2 separate regions of the Rattus norvegicus genome follow, and region 1 is linked to region 2. A link is a contact called in public Hi-C data. All regions are on one chromosome and are shown on one strand. Each heading gives the region's core, a stretch centred on a gene start, on an enhancer-like site or on the middle of the called end of the contact. The rest is flanking DNA. Distances are from core to core; before and after follow the strand shown.

Region 1 (5,002 bases), core at 2,182-4,681, 180 kb after region 2:
AAAACAAAAACGAGTAACGAAAACCCACACAACCCGACAATTTAGGGAAAAAAACAAAAACAAAAAAATAACAAAAAAACCCCCACAAATACCCATGGCTCATGGTAAACAGTAAAATCTGAAGTGCTTTCCAAAACATTTTTAAGAATGCTTAAAAACAGACAGCGCTTCCTTAAAAACAGGTCTAGTCACGAGGCCATCTCGGTCAGAAGCAGGCTGCTGATGGGTCAGAACCGAAAGGACTACAAAAGTGGTAACAAGGTGCTCACTACACAACGTTCAGCGAAGCTCCCCCATCTTATTACAGCCATGGAAGGACGATCTGGACGCAGAGGGCTTTTACTCGTTGTGTGTAGCTGAGGACAGAAGCGGGACAGTATAAAGTCACTGGAGCTTGTGCTCCACCCGCGCGTGGGAGACGGCACAGGGTTTCATGCACCTGGCGCCCTGTCCTGTGCGGCAGGCCTGGTAGCTGTGCCCTGAGATGCTCTGAGGACACAAGGGTTCACCGAGCCCAACCACAGCCACTCAGGTGGCGCCCTTGGAGCCAGACTTACCATAGCTGTCGTAGCTGTCTCTGTAGGACCCACCGGAGCTCCGATAGCCATAGCTGCCACCCTGACTCCGGCTGTGGAAGGACACAGACACCCGGGCTCAGCCTCATACCAGGTGTAGTTGGCAAGAGTGGGTGCTCAGCAGAGAACAATACCAAACCACCTACATTACTCTGCCCTCCGCCTGGTGCGCCCCTCCCTCCGCTCACAGCTTAGGCCCAGCTGCCACCACCAAGGCTGAGCCTCCCATCTGGCTCACCTGGCATAGTAGTCTCTGGAGCCTCCATAACCACCACTCCGGGACTCAAAGCGGCCACCTCCATAGCCCCGGTCTCCTCCTCCTGTAGATGACATAGAGACCAGTCCGGGAGTCCCTAACCCTGCTGCATTCCCACACCAGCTGCCCAAGGTATTCCAGCACTCACCTCTGGAGAACCCTCGGCCCCGGCTGCGTCCCCCACGGAAGAAGCCACGGCCTCCAGCAGAGCCACCCCGGTATCCTCGGGACCGGTTATCAGAAGACTTGCCAGCCTGGTCAACTCGGATCTGCCTCCCATCCACAGACTGCAGAACAAAGGGAAGGTCACTGTGCCCCATTCCATACCAGGCCTATGCAAGCTAAATTGGCTGACCTGATCCTCACCTTCCCATTCATAGCCATCATGGCATCCTTAGCGTCATCGATATTTTCAAAGGTGACAAACCCGAAGCCTCGGGATCGTTGAGTCTCCCTGTCCTTTACCACCACCACTGCAGGAGAGAGGCATTAGACCTGCCCTGTCTGCCACTCCCTCCCTTTCCCCGAAGCAGAACCAGTGCTCCCGACCCAAGCCTCACCTTCCGAGATCTGCCCATACTTGGAGAAGACCTGCTCCAGCGCCTGCTCATTGGTGTCGAAGCTGAGACCTCCCACGAAAAGCTTGCCTTCATCTGATGCCATGGCAGCCTGTGCACACACTACAGATGCTTGCTTGGCCTTAACCACCACCCCTCCAGAAACTGAAGCCAGATAGCGTATTCTTAGCCTTTCTAAAAAAGAGTAATGTATTTTATGTGCAGCAGTGTTTTGTCTTCATGTATGTCTGTGTGAGTGTCAGCTCTTGGGGGTTAGTTATGAGCTGTCATGTGGGTGCTGGGAATTGAACCTGGGTCCTCTGGCAGGCAGCTAGTGCTCTCAACCACTGAGCCACCCCCACTCTTGCCTTTAAAAACATTGTGAGACAGGGTCTCCCTTTATAATCCAGGATGGCCTTGGAACGCCCTGCATAGGCATAAGTGCTAGGATGAGGCAAGTCACTGAAAGCTTTAAGGAGTTTCCTGCCTCTTCCCCTCCCTTACCTACTTATAGATCTGGAACAGTGACCCTGAGCTGGGCATGATGGCATATGCCTTTGATCCCACCACTTGGGAGACAGAGGCAGGTAAAGCTCTGTGAGTTTGAGATCAGCCTGGTCTGCAAAGAGTCCAGGATAGCTAGGGCTACAGAGGAATCCTGTCGGGGATGGGGTGGGGGTGTGTGTGACCCATGACTTTATTGGGAAATCTCAGCCTCAAGTGGGGTTTCATACCCCCTCATCCAGCCATTCAAGTCACTGTGGAGCAATATGAGAGACTATTTCAAAACAAACACCCTGCTCCCCTAGCCTCTGGGATGTGGAGGCAAAGAACAGAATCCAAAACCAAATGCAACTGTACAGCAAGTCCAATACCCTCCTGAGATACACGCTGTCTAAAAACAGAGAGAACTCTCTTCTGCCTTTAAGATCCCAAATCCACACGGAAAACTGTCATATAGCTGAGGCTAACCTTAAATGGTTCTAGGGCTTGATACTTTAGTCCCTTTCCTGCAGTGGCCCTTTACACCTAGCCAGAGAACCCCAAGGTTAGGATAACCCAACCAGAATGGCATGCTAGAAGTTTCTTCACTTTGAAAGTGTGTGTGGTTGTGGACAGAGACGACTACCCTCACTAGCAGAGTTGTTGGGCCAGAGAAGCTTCACTACTGAAATACGGTTATAGGGTACTGTCAGGAGGTGTGACAGTTGTGGGATGCACAGCTCACTTAACCAGGGACTGCAGAAATGTTTTTACGCGGTGGACTCAAAGGAGGGAGGAGGTTGGTCCGAGAGGCGTGACTACCGAAAGGGGCGTGGCATATAAACAAAATCATTGGCTAGGGACAATCAGGACCCAAACACTTGGAAAAGAAGTCCACTATGCTACTGCTGAACTAGTCTACCTGGGGGCAACAAACTTTGGACACAAAAGGGCAACATTTTAAACTACATGTGTTTTTTTCCCCACGTGGAACCACAAGGGAAGAGAAAACCGAGGTAGAGACAACTGGTCGCAAGCGACACAGCTCCACATATGCAACTCCACATATGCGGATAACCGGACTTTGGAGGTAGGCGCGCCCCGCCCCCGGAGCAGCGCATGCGTCAAGCGCGCACCCTGCGCCATTCCATCCGGGCACTCGGCAGTCCCGCCATTTCGCTGGCGCAGCTTTTCAAAGCATTGCGGCGGCCATTTTACAAAAAAAAAAAAAAGAAAAAGAAAAAGAAAAAGAAAGCCCACCACTAAAGTCGGCATCGGGCAAGGGGTGACGCGCGGTGTAGGACGCCCTCGGAGAACAGTGAGGCCCCGGTGTCCCGCTGCCCGCCTCGCCGCCGGCGGGGCGGACTCCAACCCGGGCCCGCCCCCAAGTCCCAGGGGCGTGCCGCTGCGGCTCCGCCTCGCCCGAGAGTCACAGGCCGCCCGCCGCCCCGGGCCCCTCAGAGCCGGTGCCGCCAGGGCCCTCACCGCTGAGTCGGGCAGGTCCCTGACGCGGGCGGGAAGACAGCGCGTCACACACCCAAGCTTCCTAACGCGCGAGTGCGAGGGGGAGCGCCTGAGTCCCGCCTGATATACTCCACCCCTGGAGCCACGCCTCTGAGCCCGCCCAGCATGCCGCGCTGACCAATCGGACGCCTCAGATTCGGCAGCTGTGCCTGGGTGCAGGGGCGGGACTCCGTTGGCTTCGCCATTGCCCGCGCGGAGGCGCTGAGTGTTTTGATTGGCTGGAATGTGTTCAGGCCGCATTCTCCCGCCCGCTAGCGACCAAGGGGCGGGGACAGAGCGTTTGGGGGTGGAGCTGACCCACTTCCGCGTTCCAGGCCCGTTTTGTCCTGCCGCGGGGAACAAAGAGCTTCAAGACACCGCTTTTAAAGAGTTTTTGCTACCTCAATGGGACTCCCAAATATGGTTTTAACCTTGACTCATCGACTTAACACTCTCCGATCTTTTTTTTCCTTTTAATATTTTATTACACTTATTTAGCTGAGGCACGTTTGTGAAGCCAGAAGACAATTTTCTGGAGTCTCTCCTTCCATCGTGTAGGTCCTAAGAATCATACTCAGGATTAGCCACTGAGTCATCTTGCTCTTCCCTCTTCTCCATTCTTGCCCATGAACCAAAACCATCGAATTACCCTAGTCCAAAAGAACCTCCCAATACACAGTCCTCTGAACCCTAAGGGCATTCCATAAGATCAGTCCTAACATTTCCATCCCAGTATTAACCACAGTGTCAATATTCCCTTCTCCAGATTTGCCGAAACATCTCTCTTGCACCCAACTCAATTTGCCTACAAATCTCCACCTGCTCTATAACTATCATTTGAACCCTGATTTCTGCCCATCCCCAGCCAGGTGTACATTACATTATACAGCTGGAACTGCTCTTTTCTACCTGTACCTGCATCTTCTACGTGTTCTAGGAGAGAATCTAGGGTCTCAAGCATGCCATGGAAGGGTTTCTATTCCTGAGTCATGCCTCCAGCCCCTCACCTCGAGATTCTAAGCAAGGACTAAACCAAGCTACCTCCTTAGCCTATTAAAGAGCGCGCACGCACACACACACACACACACACGGATGTGTGTTTTGGCTGAATGTCTGTCTATCCACCACGTGCCTATCTTGTGCTGACAACCTGAGTGCTGGATCCTCTGGATGCAGTTACATAGAGCTGTGAACCTGTGTGGATGCTGTGAATTGAACCCAGGTCCTCTGCAAAAGCAACCAGTGCTCTTTATCACTAGGTCATTTTTGTCCTTTGAGGCAACTTAAATTTTGCCATGTATCCTTGAACTCTGTAGCCTCACTCACTTCCCAAGTATCTGGGCTAAGAGAACTTGGACTCCAGGCCACACTTCCATCTCCCTCCCTTGTGGTTTTGAGAATCATGAGACCGGAGTCTCCTTTGTAAGAATCCTAACCCCTATGGAAGGCAGTTCGCCTTCTGCTCACTGTACTGCCTGAGGAACCAGCCAGTGCAGACATGTCCCTAGATGTCAGGGATAGGAAAGCCACACTTCTGCACTGCCCCTTGGAGAGAGTACAGTTTGGTGATATTGAGGACTGAGACATCCCAACCCTGCTCCAAGCCCCAGACTCACTGACCCTCAGAT
Region 2 (4,957 bases), core at 795-3,294:
ACCCTCTTGGTAAATGTTAAAGTGCATAAGACAAGCTGTTGGCCATTTGGTTTGCAAGCCTAGGGCCCTGGCCTTACAGATAACCTAGAGCCCCACAAAGCCCTGTCCCCTGCCCCAATCTCATCTTGGCAGAGGCGAATGTGTCCTACCTAGAAGGAGCTCCGAGATTGGGACCCGGCTGAGAGTGGGTGTTGACCAGAGCCATGCCCAGCAGGCTGCACTGTCCAGAGCAGGTTAACAGCAAACTTAGAGGAGTTCTCGAGCCCTGGTGCACCCTCTGCTGGACTGAGTCGGAACTGCAGGGAGGTGCAGCACAGTGCCTGCTCTATATTATCCCTGCAAGGGAGAGGGCCTATTGTATATATGCACCATGCCAGGCTCGGCGCTGGCTGTATGCGCACTCTCCCAGACATAGTGTCTTCTGTATACACGCATCATGAAGGGCAGGGTGTTTCATGTATACTCCGCTTCAGTGCCTACTTTATGCTCTCCTGGGGAGTATAGCATCTATTGCATATTTTCTCCTGTAAATGCATGTCTGCTGTATATGATCCATGCAGAGTGTATGCCTGCTGTATACCAAAACAGAAGACCTGCTACATGGCTTCTCCCTCAACACTGTCCTCATCTTTGCTTTGCTGAGGTCCCTTCCTTTCACAGCAGGACACCGGCATTGTCCCTCATTTTCGTGCTGACCTTGGCTAAGCAACCCTTCTCCCTGGCCCCGTTGGGAGTTACTATCCCATGGGAGTTATCCTGATACCCCTTAACACCTTCTCTTCAATAGGATGATGGGTATCGGAAATTGAAGTCATGGCCCAGAGTGGCCACCTCCCAGAACTGGGTTTGGCTGCTGTACCCCATAGCTATGTGCACACAGTGGCTTGCATAATGTCATCGGAGTTGTTAGACTCTGAGATGTTTCCAATGGCTGTTCCGTGCTGAGCCCTGTCCAGCAGGCTAACCTGAGGCAACTGTATACGGCAGACACTGTCCCCTACATGGTGTAAACGCTGCAGGCAGTCTGCTTTTCAGGGAGTGCAGACAGCAGGCACTGTGTCCTGTGAGGACAGTGTTCTGTACCAAGGGTCAGCCAGGTGGGCTTCCTAGAGGAGGCGAGTTCAGCTCCCAGGAACAGCATGGCCCACACAGCACCGCGGCCTTCTGCCTGGCTGCTAGGGGGCGCCACGAAGGCAATGGGACGGGTCGTCCACAGGAAACTGGCAGGGCACCGGGAATGGAGAAACTGAGGCGGAGGGCTTGAGGCCAAAGCCAGGAGAGGGAAGCTGCATCGACGCCTAGGCCTACAGGGCGGGATCGGGTGGGGCATTGGTGACGGCAGCGCCTGGGAATGTGCGGCCGGGAGGGTCCCTCCGCCCCCAGCGGGCGCGCGGGGCCTCGTGAGGGGATGCCGGGGACTCGTGAGGAGGCTGACTGTGGAGGGAAGATGCGAACCAAGGCAGGGAGGTCTAATTGGGGAATGATGCGGACCAGAGTGGAGAGTCCGATTGAGGGTAACGGGAACAGGGTGGGAAGTCCCGGTTGTAGGGATGATGGAGACCTGGGTTGGTGTCCCTGGGGTTGTTGGGACAGAGAGAGGAGCCTGGTCTGAGCGGGTGATGAGGACGAGGGTAGGAAATCTGGTTGTGGGGTGATGCGGAGCAGGACGGGATACTGAGGGTGGGAGGGCGCCCCGGCATGTACTATCCCACCCCAAGCCCCAGCGCTAGGCACATTCCCTGGCCCTGAGCGCGCCGCCCGGAATAGCAGTCCAGTCACCCCCGCGCACCGCCCCGCAGCTGGACTTCCCAAGGTCACTGGCACCCAGGATACGAAGACCAACGCCGGGCCGCTGCGCTGTCAGGCGCAGTGGATCAGCCCCCTGCCGCAGCTCCTGGCCCAACGCGTGCACTCTCTCCCGCCGCATGAGGGCGCCCCTAGCCTGCGCCCTTAGTGACCCCAGCCTGGGCGCGCCTGGGAGGCCCGGGTGGGAGGGATCGACGAAGTTCGCAGTCCCGCACTTTGGGGCCCCGCCGCTTCCGCCAGTCCCTGGGGCGACCCAGGGAAGCTTGGACGCATTGCCTTGGGCTCTGAGCAACTGGTAAGTCCCTCCTCGTATCCTGCCGCTATTCCACCTGGTGTGGCGACGATGAGATTGGTTTCTTTCTCTCCTTGGAGCGAAAGCAGCGATCCCTAGGATGGTTGTGAGTTTTGGGGGTCGCACTTCCTCCGGGATGGGACTGAAACTCAGGAGACTGGCACCCCAGTGGCTGGTACGCCAATGCCGGACAGGCAGGGATGCAGTGTTCCGGAGAGGGCATTGACCGACGTGGGTAGGAGCCCCCGCCCCCCACGAAGGGGGTTATGGGATGGCCGGTCCCCAGCCTCCTTCTTCCTTCCTGGGGCAGCCCGGTCTCTTGGTCCGCAGAGGGAAGGGTCCGGCGCGCGTCTTGAAGCAGCTCCCGTGGGTTTCCAACTTGTACAGCCACCTCGGTCCCAAGGTGCCCTAAAGGGCATCAGATTGGCGGACAACCCGGGAGACCCTGGTTCCAGCCGGGCTAGGAGACCTTGGCCTTCCTTACCCCTTCCTCGGGTACCTGGACCCTGTGGGCTGCAAAACTTTGAGAGCCCGTGTGCCCTTCAGAGAGCCTGGACCGGGGCCCAGAAGGGACTCACTTCATCTTGGTTCCCTTCCCTCCTGGCCAAGCCGGGATCACGAGGAGGGCGTGGGCTGAGAATGACTTCATCGGGTCTCTGCAGTTGGGGAAACTGAGGCCTCCACTCAGCCCCACCCGCCTCTCTTCTCTGCAGACCCTCTGGGCACCGCAGCCCGCACTCCTGGCTGATGAGACCATGACGCACATGTTGGCAGGAGGCCAGGTCAGCCTTCCCCGCGCCTGCCACGGGGATTCCCTTAGGTTATGGGGTATCTGGGAGTACAAGCAGTCTCCAGATGCTGGGAGGGAGACACCCATTCTACCCCGAATTTCTGAATGAGCCTCCACTGGTTGCCCCTCTACAGGGTCTCGGAGACTCACGGACCGAGTTCCGCGAGTTTTCACTGCACAGATGAGGAACCTGAGGCCTGGAAAAACGGAATGGTCGGTTCCTGGCCACCCAGGAAGGTAAATGAGAGGGGCGAATAAACTTGTAGCCAACTAAACAGTACCCTTCAAGGACTCCTTCAATGGCTGGCATTAGGCACCTACTGTGTACATCATGAAAGAGCACAGTATCTATAATACCAGATTAAGATGGGTGTGTGGCAGTCCAGGCAGGTCTGAGAGAGTCTTGTCACAGGTGGCTGAGGCAGGAGGATTTTTTCAGAGGTTGAGCCTAGCCTGAGCTACAGATCAAGACCCCCATCTCAAAAGAAAAGCAGAAGATGCCTGCCTGTCCTAGAGCAAATGCCCAGTGCCTATTGTCCTGCAACTAGTAGGGGAGGCAGGAAGGTCATGAGTTCAAGGTCGTCCTTAGCTACCAAGGAAGTTTCAGATCAGTCTGGGCTACAAGACCTTGTCTCAAAAAAATTAATAATAATTAAAAAAAAAACACAGGCCTGTGGAGCAGAGGCAGGTGGGTCTCTGTGAATTAGCGACCGACCAGCCTGGGGTACATAGGGAGTTTTGGGACAGCCTGGGCTACACAGTGAGAAAGTGTCTCAAATCTCGAGTAAACACAGGAGGAGCTGGAGAGATCTCTGGGTTCAAGATGTCACCTTGCTCTTTAAGAGAACCCACGACTGGTTCCAAGCACCCATGCCGTGTTGTGAGCAACTGGAACTCAGCTTAGCTCAAAGGGAGTCAGTGCACCTGGCATCTTGTCGCGCTGCCCTACGCGCACGTGAGTGTACATAAGTGTGTGTGTGTGTAAGTATGTGTGTAAGTATGTGTGTGTGCGCGTGTAAGTGTGCGTGTGTGTAAGTGTGCGTGTGTGTGTATGCTGTTTTCAAGACAGGGTTTCTCTGTGTAACCCTGGCTGTCCTGGAGTTCACTCTATAGACCAGGCTGTCCTCGAACTCAGATCTGCCTGTATCTGTCTCACAAGTGTACCGTTTACAACACATAAAGTCCCTAGTCCCACACCATGTACCTGACCTGAGCTTTAACCCTCTCAAGGCTTTCCGGAGATGGGGCGAGACTGCTGTTACCTCATTTTACCTCATTTCTTTTTAGAGACAAGAGGACCCAGAGAGGTTTGGCTACCATCGAAGACCACACAGTCAGCCAGGGCTGAGATGGCAGTTCACTCCGATTCTGCTGATCACTGCCTCTTGGGAACCCAGTGCTCCCTCAGACCCCGCCTCTTCCCGCCTCTTCTGTTCTTGCTGTGGATTCTCCTGAGCTGTGATTTGAGGGGTGCTGCTCAGGTAAGGGAGTGAAGGAGCCCAAGAAGCACATGGGAATGTGCATGAGGTGGGAGACCGCAACTCTCCTCTTGGCTGACCCTCCTTTCTGCCATCAAGTAGGGTCCGGGAGAGTGGACGCTCTGGGGGTCTTGGAGCCGGTGTTCCAGCTCGTGTGGTCGGGGCGTCTCAGTGCGCAGACGCCACTGCGTCCGGTAAACCGGGAGCCCCTCCCCTCTGCCACACACCGGGCCGCGCCCTCTGCCTGCCCACGCACGCAGCGTGCCCTTTAATCTTACAGAGCCAGCTGGAATGCGGGTGGGGCTGATGGGGGCGGAGGGTGTCCTGGCAGGTGATGGAAAGGGGTCCCCAAGAGGGTGCGGTGGCGGGGGTGGGCTGGGGTGGTTCCTGTTACACTCAGACCACCCTGGTTTTTGCAGACTTCCTGAGGAGGAACTTTGCTGGGGGGACAGTCATGAATACCGGGTGTGCCAGCTGCCGGTAGGCCCTCGAATCTGCCCTGAATCCCTCTTACTTGGTTTTGCCCACTCCAAATACCCCTTGTTGGTTTGCCCAGTTTTACCCATCCACCTTTATGCTCACCCAGGACTG

What was found. A called contact is a pair of places that touch in the nucleus more often than the background predicts.
Region 1: a contact with region 2 is called in a Hi-C map of mammary epithelial cells, with 2.3 times the contacts expected there. The contact joins the promoter of Cirbp here to the promoter of Adamtsl5 in region 2. A contact is called at or near these places in 4 of 12 Hi-C or Micro-C datasets (hepatocytes, liver, mammary epithelial cells and 1 more).

The regions. Positions count from the first base shown.
Region 1 is chr7:10,186,044-10,191,045 of GRCr8, forward strand. Cirbp (cold inducible RNA binding protein) reads right to left here and starts at 3,432. Exons shown (of 7, transcript NM_031147.3): 1 at 3,357-3,432; 2 at 1,392-1,583; 3 at 1,198-1,304; 4 at 980-1,118; 5 at 814-895; 6 at 558-628; 7 at 1-356. The coding sequence starts at 1,494. The coding sequence ends at 340.
Region 2 is chr7:10,011,911-10,016,867 of GRCr8, forward strand. It overlaps Adamtsl5 (ADAMTS-like 5), which reads left to right and starts at 2,045. Exons shown (of 15, transcript NM_001400961.1): 1 at 2,045-2,101; 2 at 2,812-2,880; 3 at 3,023-3,125; 4 at 3,732-3,843; 5 at 4,176-4,369; 6 at 4,469-4,560; 7 at 4,786-4,846; 8 at 4,953-4,957. The coding sequence starts at 4,238.